2 separate regions of the Mus musculus genome follow, and region 1 is linked to region 2. A link is a contact called in public HiChIP or PLAC-seq data. All regions are on one chromosome and are shown on one strand. Each heading gives the region's core, a stretch centred on a gene start, on an enhancer-like site or on the middle of the called end of the contact. The rest is flanking DNA. Distances are from core to core; before and after follow the strand shown. Region 1 has its middle 92 kb from the start of Ppp3ca. Region 2 overlaps 1700030L20Rik (RIKEN cDNA 1700030L20 gene).

Evidence for each region. HiChIP or PLAC-seq counts read pairs in DNA pulled down with a chosen protein or histone mark.
Region 1: a FOXA1 HiChIP or PLAC-seq map of pancreatic cancer cells shows a contact between it and region 2. The contact joins two enhancer-like sites. A contact is called at or near these places in 1 of 15 datasets of contacts at CTCF or cohesin (the NIH/3T3 cell line), 2 of 484 Hi-C or Micro-C datasets (adipose-derived mesenchymal stem cells and nephron progenitors) and 1 of 115 datasets of contacts at active chromatin or transcription factors (pancreatic cancer cells).

Annotation. Positions count from the first base shown.
Region 1 is chr3:136,575,553-136,579,806 of GRCm38.p6, reverse strand. No RefSeq gene overlaps it. Among named protein-coding and RNA genes, the nearest start is that of Ppp3ca, 92 kb to the left of the region's middle. Within about 2 kb of position 1,631, at least 16 of the 459 cell types and tissues checked have an H3K27ac peak or open chromatin away from gene starts, as enhancers often do. A contact at or near this core is called in pancreatic cancer cells, where this site is marked.
Region 2 is chr3:136,438,149-136,442,097 of GRCm38.p6, reverse strand. The region is part of intron 3 of 1700030L20Rik (RIKEN cDNA 1700030L20 gene); the gene reads left to right. Among named protein-coding and RNA genes, the nearest start is that of 1700030L20Rik, 9.2 kb to the left of the region's middle. Within about 2 kb of position 1,722, at least 29 of the 459 cell types and tissues checked have an H3K27ac peak or open chromatin away from gene starts, as enhancers often do. A contact at or near this core is called in pancreatic cancer cells, where this site is marked.

The DNA of each region.
Region 1 (4,254 bases), core at 382-2,881, 140 kb before region 2:
CAGGGTTCCTGTTTACCCCCAACTGAATTCTGCTTCTGGACTCAGGGAGGTTAGATTTAGAACCAGGTTTCACCAAACGCTTCTCATTTTGGACATCCACATGTTTTCGCATTTATAATTTAATATATTTTTAGTTTTACTAAAAATAGGTTTTAATATACTCTGATTATGGTTTCCCCTTCTCCAACTCTCTAAGATCTTCCCTACCTCCCCTCCCATCAGATTTCATAACTTCCCTGTCTCCCATTAGAAAATAAACAGGCATCTAAATAATATTAAAATAATATACATTAAAATAACAACAAAGTACCCCAAACTGGAATAAAACAAAACTAACAAACACATATTTGTACATAGATTAGATCCCATAAAAATCACCAACCTTGAAGCCATCATATTTATGCAAAGGACCTCCAAGGTGGGAAGGCCCTGACAAAATATGAGACAATGAAGCTCCACTGGCTTTCTTTTGCGTTGTGGGTCATCAGTTGCTGGGCATAGAGCCTACATTTAAGAGTAGCTTGAAATCCCAGTGAGACTCCACTGGAGAGAAGCAATTTTTCCCTCTCACCTTGACTCTTTTCTTTATTCTCCTGTATTCTACCGGGAAATTCTGATTAGTAATTTAGTTACTTAGCAACTAAGCAACTAGCTCCCAGCTCCTCTCTGGTTGACAATGGTGGCATTTTAACGTTTCAGTCACTCATGCTTCCTCCAGGAAATAAGCTAGGATCAGGAGAGAACTCAAGGCTGCCATCCCCAGCACTCCTTGGCAGTGTGTTCCGACATGATTCTTGGGAGTGCTGACATGAATATTTTATGTGCAACCATTTGTGAGACCCGAGATAGCAGAAGTTCTGTTTTGGTGTGTATCCCTCTCTCTGGACTCCGAACAAACCCTAAGGCTCCTTTACCGGTGGGATGTGATGGAGGAATGCTAGGGAAACCTCACTGGAAGGTTTGCTTCCTTCCTGTTCAGATGCCTGCCATTGGAAAATGTTCTCCAGGAAGCTGGCTGAACCATGGAAACAGATCAAGATACATGCAGGTGCTGTGGGTGAAAACTGCAGTAAGCCCCTGCCAAAGTGAATACCCACTGCCAGCCATCTAGGATGTTCTAGCTTAGTCCAGCATTAAGGGGGAAGAGAGCCTCATTAAGCAATAGAATGGTGAGAAAAAATGCGATGGTGCTTCAGGCCATTACGTTTAATGGTACTTGACTGCTACAAATAGATTACATGAAAGGAAAGATGTATTCAGCTTATGTGCTGAATATATTTTTGTCAATGTGACACAAACTTGCATTATCTGGGAAGAGGGGACCTTGGCTATGAAAATGCTTGCATCAAATTGGACTATAGGGAGGTGCATGTGTGTGTGTGTGTGTGTGTGTGTGTGTGGGAGGGCAAGTTTCTTAAGTAATGCTTGATGTGGGCAGGCACATTGTAGGTAGTGCCACCCTGGGCCGTCATCCAAGGAGGTAGAAGAAAAGGAGCTTAATGTGGCGAGCTGGAGGAGAAAGCCAGTAAGCAGCATTCCTTCATAGCCTTTGTTCCAGTTCCTGCCTCTGAGTTCCTGCCCTGACTCACCTCTATGACTAACCATGATCAGAACTTGTAAACATAACAAGCACTTCCCTTCCTAAGTGGCTTTGGGTTGGGTTTGTCGTAGAAACTAAAAGCAAAGGAAGATAGTGTGTAGAAAGAACTGACTGTCAAAATGAGGAGAGCCAACCAATGAGCCTTGTCAGCACAGACCTTGGTGTGAATGGGCTTATGTTGGATGAGGCTCAGCATCCCTTCCCTTTTGGGGGGTTACTAACTGACTGCTCTATCTCTCTCATCTCCTCTCACTATAACATCCATGTTAAAAGCTCACAGGTCAGACAAAGAAGCCTCCTGAATTCTGTTCTGTTTCCTGAGTCTGTACTGGGGCTGGTTGGCCAAAGCTCCCCCTAAGGATTTTCCTTATCTGGAATCTTCTTTAAGACACAGGAGTCCCTTAGGACACTGGCAAAGTGGCTATAGTAGACCTTGACCTAGATACTCATCATCTAGCATTTTTTGTGTCTCCCTGCCACACCTCAGCCTCTTTTGACTGGACCATACAGATAAATATAAAGGTCTCTGCTCATTTCCCCACTACCATAGAGCTTAGTGGAAGGTTGCAGTTAATCATGGTGTATTTATCTCTTCCCCTAACTTCTTGCTAAAAATCATAATCTTCACCAAAACAAACAGAACCCTCCTGTAGGACAGAACATTGAAGACTATGATCAACAGATTTCTTCTAGCTTCAATTAACTACGAGCCTGGCTGTGTTGTATCCTCTAACCTATGGCCATGCTATTAGTTCACCAACTAGTTCACTGAGCTGACTTTGTATCATCATCTACTTCCAATCTTCATATGGTGTGAGGCTTGGTTTCAGACACAGACTGAGCAACAGAATATTTGCAAGTCTGAGATTTGCACAGTGGTAGATGTATTTCTGTTAATGGTCCCAATTCCTTCAATGTTCTAACTGAACCTCCAGTAATTTCTTGACAGTTTCATGCTGTTCAGCTAGTGTTGTCATCTTACTTTATATAAAAAACTGGGTTTTAATGCTTTATTACTTTGCAAAGTCTGAATCTGGCTAAATTGGATATAAAGTATCCTCACAGTTTTTATAGCTTGATTTCTACTTAGTTCTGGGATTGCCACAATATTCTCTAGTACCCAAGATCTAAGGCTGCCTCTTCCTAATGTGCTCTCTGTGCCCATTTCACATCAGTGTAATTCATTCCTCCATCTAGATTTGGGGTTTATAGCATCACTTTGACAATAGTGCGAAAGAAATGATCCCTCTATACTGTGAAACCCTCACTTTTTCTAATCATCTCTTCTTGTCCTGGAGCAGTCTGTCTCTCAGTAGTTATGTAGAATCCATTCTATATTTGTTCACTGACAATTTGACATCTTTATTATATCAGTTGGTTATGAACAAAAGAAATTATGGGCAAAATGGAGCTTGTTTGGCTAAATTTCCCTGGTCTTTCAGCAAAACACTGAACGAATGCTGCGCCTGTCTCAGATGGGCAGAGGTTGTACTGGATGCTCATCTGATGCTAGGGCTCTGCTTCATGTTCTTGTTCTCCCTCTGGAATGTGCACTTGAAGAATGGATTTTAAGGACCAAATCAAAGGGTGCCAATCTTCCTGTGCTTTTCAACTAGTTTCAATGTTAGGGACACATTGGTGAGAAACCAAAGAAAAGTAAGTAGTCCCTGGTGTTCTTGCCACTTTCTTCTTCTCTTTCATCACTTCTTCAATATGATTTTTGTCATGGCCTTGTTCCTATGTCAAATGTCATAGGTGTTGAAATGTTGTTTTCGCAGAGAGTGTGTATCGTGACTATTCTTTGTGGTTTTCCTTCTCCAGCAGTTACAGTGGCTCATTATTCATTCTGCCTTGGGACTTTGGAGCTAACCATTTTTGTTTCTTTTCAATTCACCTGTGGTTTGTAAATAACTCTTTAATTAAATTGTCATTGATCACTCCTAACATAACACCTGTTATCTGCTAAGAATCATAAGGCCTAAAACTCCAAGTATTTATTTAGTAAACTTCAATTTTCAGAATAGAGAGAAATTTAGAAACATATAGCCCACAGATGTTAGAGCTATCGTGTTTGGATTTAAATAGCACTTTAGACAATGTGCTAGTCTGACAGTAAATAGCGCAACATGCTAAAGTTACATGTCTATTAGTCAGTAAGACTTGGAGTCCCAGTGTTCAGGTTTGCTTTGTTGCTGTGACAAACACCATGATGGAAAACAAACTGAGGAGGAAGAGATTTTGGCTTTCACTTTATAGTCCCTCTTCAAGCAAAGCTGAAACAGGAACTCAAGGCAGGAGCTGAAGCAGAGGCCATAGAAAAATATTGCCTATGGACTAGCTCCTCATGGCTTGCTCAGCCTTCTGCTTTATTAAACCCAGTCCCACTTTCTCATGGGTGTCACCATCCACCTTGAGTGGAGTCCTCCATCTTCAACCAAAAATAAAACATATGCTGCACAGATTGTCCTGTAAGCCAACCTCATGGAAGCAATTCTTCAGTTGACACCCCCTCTTCACAGACAACTCCTTAATCTCATGTGACATCAAATAGTTTCTTTTTTCTTAGTTTCCACATTTCACTGGTGTTTATGATCAGACTGTAACTTTGTTTTTCTATGTTGAAGAATTTCTTTCTACTTTCTTTTGCCTCTGGA
Region 2 (3,949 bases), core at 473-2,972:
TACACGTGCTAGCCATCATAGAGTTGTAAGACCCAAATTTCAGGAATGACAGGCAGGGGTTCACTGCTAAGATTTGAGATGGCATGGCTAGGACAATACAGCCCACCCCAAACTTAAAATTTTTGTGATTCTTTGTCTAAGTTTTGTTTAAATGCTTATTCTTCTCTAATAATAGGAATACCTAAAAGAATATTCATGGTTTTAACCCAAAATTGTATATAGATTGCAAACAGTGGTAATACTGACATATCTAAAGTTTATCTACTTTTGTAAACTTAAAAATTCTTTTACGCTTCAGAGAATCACCTTGGATCTACATCCCACAGGTCAAAAGGACTACATTAACAAATATTATTTAATATTCAATTAATAAAAATAAGGTCACCTACTTCAGACAGTTTATTTTTCACAGGCAAGCTGTTACTGTCTATTCCAGATACCTAAGTATTGTGCCTTTTCCTCTCTCAGCTACCTCAAGCAGATGAGATAAGTCACCTCCATCCCTTTCTGCTTTCCTTACTGCAGCACAGGTGGAAGTCACCTGATTCCCCTTTCAAGAATGCCAACCCGGGATTAAGATTACTCTAACAACTACCCTGTGCCTTTTTCCTAGGCTTATACCAACAGACCACTTGATGTGCTGCCAACCAAACTGTTATAGGCTTAATGTGTGCATTATCCTCTCTCTTCTTCTGGTATAAGGAAAATAAAATAACCCCCTGGGCAGACATTCACCTGCCAGAATTTTGCATTCCTGTGGTGACTATACCACCTGTTTATCTCTATGAGGAAAGGAAGGCAGATGCTGCTCTAGGCAAGATGGAGACAAGAGATGTTCCTTCCTTTGCTGGAAGGAATAGCACCCACCATCTTTCCTGGATCTCTTGAAGCCACGACAGCTGCCTTCATCCAGACACAACCAGCTTACTGGAGACTGCCAAGACAAGCTTGACCAGGCAATGGCTTCCAATACAGACAGTCTCAAGTCCCTTCAACTACAGATAAACTCCCTAGCAGGGGTTGCTCTCCAAAACCAGACAACTCTGAACCAGATGACTTGCATTATGTTGAGGGAGAAATGCTGTGTTAATGAATCTGGGCTGGTGGAGAAAGACTTGAAAAGCTCAGAGATCTCCCCCAAGATCTCCACTGGGATTTCTGAGCATGCTGTGTGCCTGAGACCTAACCCCATGGTATGCAAACCCCTTGTGGCTTGGCTTCTTCCCCTCCTACCACCCTTCTAGCCTCCATGGACACACACACACAGAGGCGTTCTCTCTTTCTCTGCTACAAAATAAAATGTTTAGGGTCTCTGTCTCTGTCTCTGTCTCTGTCTCTGTCTCTCTCTCTCTCTCTCTCTCACACACACCGCACACATGAGAGAGAGAGAGAGAGACAGAGACAGAGACAGAGACAGAGACAGAGAGATACCCTAAACATTTTATTTTGTAGCTTGATTTTAGTCATCCAGATTCAGTGGCTTTGAGGCATCTCGGGTTCAGATGTGCTTCTGGCACACAACTTTGTGTATGGAGTGAACAGAATCGATCTCCTCACAGAGACTGCAGTAAGAAAGCACGGTGAGGTTCTGAGTTTCAGTAGTAAAAGCCTCACACCAGCTGCGGGTCAGCACTGACCACAGCAGTTCCCCAAACCCATGTTGAGTAGAGGTAGCAGCAGCAAGTTAGAAACAGAGATGTTGTTGCTTCATGACCCCTAGTTTCAAAGGTCCTGTTAGCTCTTGGAAGTCATCCTGCCCTTTGACACCTCATGCTTGTGCCCTGCCTTGTTATTTTCCTGCTCAATTTAATTGCGTCGGTTCTTGTTCTGACCAAATTCGGTGTCCTTAAGTTCACTGTTTTCAAGACCATGGGGATTTCTATCCAAATAAAAAAATGCTAAGTTCATGTTGCCCTTTGGTGCCCTGACTTGACATTTCTTTATAGGCAACAATGAGGTCTTAGATCATGCAGGTTACTTAGGAGACAGAGAAAAAGATTTCTACTTTGAAAACTGTTGACTAATTATGACTCACTACCCAGGGAAAGAAATGGCCACTGTTTAAACCTTTGCAAGCTCTAAAGAATCTCTGTATCTTTTAAAAACATCTGAGGCAATTTTCAGGAAACCACCACTTCTATTTGTTAGGACTTGTTAGGACCATGATGAATCAAGCAGGGAATGACAGATACAAAATGGGACCTAAAAATTTAGGGGGAAAAATCAGTTGATATCTGGAAACACACATAGGCCAAGGACAGTCCATAATCAATGCATTAGATAGAAAAGAAATCAGAAAATTTCAAACCCTTGAGTTTCTTTTTTTAAATATTCAATTTACATTCATAGTTGACGAGGGAAATGAAATTCTGGGCATGTGCTGTTCTTCAGTGCACACCCTCTCCGCCTCTTTTTGCATGTATTTCTTTCAGGAACCTGGAAGTAAAGCAGTTTCTTTACTGTTAGTGTTGTGCATTATTGCTTCTATGGGGAGGAAAGCCATGGTTCTAAATGGGCAGGGAGAAGCCATGCTACTGGCATTTATACAGAGGCCTCTGTGAAGGTCGGGCAGGCTGAGTTAATGAGCAACCGCTGTTCAGAAGGCAGAGCATGACGGATTACTCACCATAAATGGATTTATTTTTAATTAACAAACATCATCCTTTTTATTATACACAATTTCAGGTATTTTATATGACCAAATTTGAGGAATTTTTTTGAATTACCATTTCTAAAACAGACACCTGGAAAGTAAAATGGCGTCATGCAAGTGTCTGTGTATGTGTGGGGGAGGGGTTAGAGAGGGTAATGGGGGATATGAGTGCTCTGAGGGGAGAAATGAGAAAGGGGGAGGGGTTTAAACTGGAAAGGAGAATGGGAGGTCAACTCAGAAGGAGAGGCAGGAGAAGAGAAAAATCATTTTGAGGATGTTTGAAAAAGCCATATATATTAAACACACACACACACACACACACACACACATATATATATATGCACACATATAGAGCATAAATGGTGTTAATTCATTTAGTCTGAAAATAATCCCTTCAAGAGTCAGAGTAACTAAAATATCATTCCAGTACCAGGCATGAGAAATCCCCTTTCTAGTTGCTGATTAGTGAGTCTAAGAGACTCCCCAAACAATGCCGGCTTTTGCTGTTGCCTTTAGTTACCTCTTGGGAGTTGAAGGTAAGTCCTTATTGCTGAAAGCATCATGCACTTCACACACAGAACCTAGATGATGCAAACTGGCCTTGACTCAAAACCTCTTGCAGGACTAGATTTAGTAGCACTGAAAGGTGCCCTGTAAGCTGCTAGGGGAAGAAGCACAAGATACTTCTATTCAGCTGTGAGTCATATGATCTTCAACAATGACTAGCATGGTAAGATGTCCCTAAGGGTCCAGTAGTGGCACTCATATCTTAGCCGTAATCAACAGCTGTCTGGTTAGATATAAGGCATGGTCCACAGGAGGAAAACTACATCCAGTACTGGAAATGTAGCCAACTATCTGTGGCTAGTGAGATCATGGATCGAAGAGAAGAACCCACTATGAGCACTTTACTAAACCAGAGCAATCCCTAGCTGCATTCTAAATACTTATCTGTATGTCCTCAGATGAGTGAAGCTCTCAACCTTAATATAAAAAACAAAAACAAAAACAAAACAACCCTTGGCTTTTCTAAAGACACATCATTACAGAAAACTATAACTGTTTACAATGTAGAGAACAGCTAATGGTGGGGTTCTTAGCCCTAATTTTACAGCATACCACACCCAACTTTCAAGGAACATGTTAGATGAACACAGGAAGATTGTCAGAGCCAGAGGAACAGAGAATCTGTTCTGAGATTGATTCCTCTAAAATTGTAGGGAAGCTTCACCCATGATACTTCAAAAATATGGCTGCTGAAACAAGAGCCAAACTAGTGCAATAGCAATAGACATG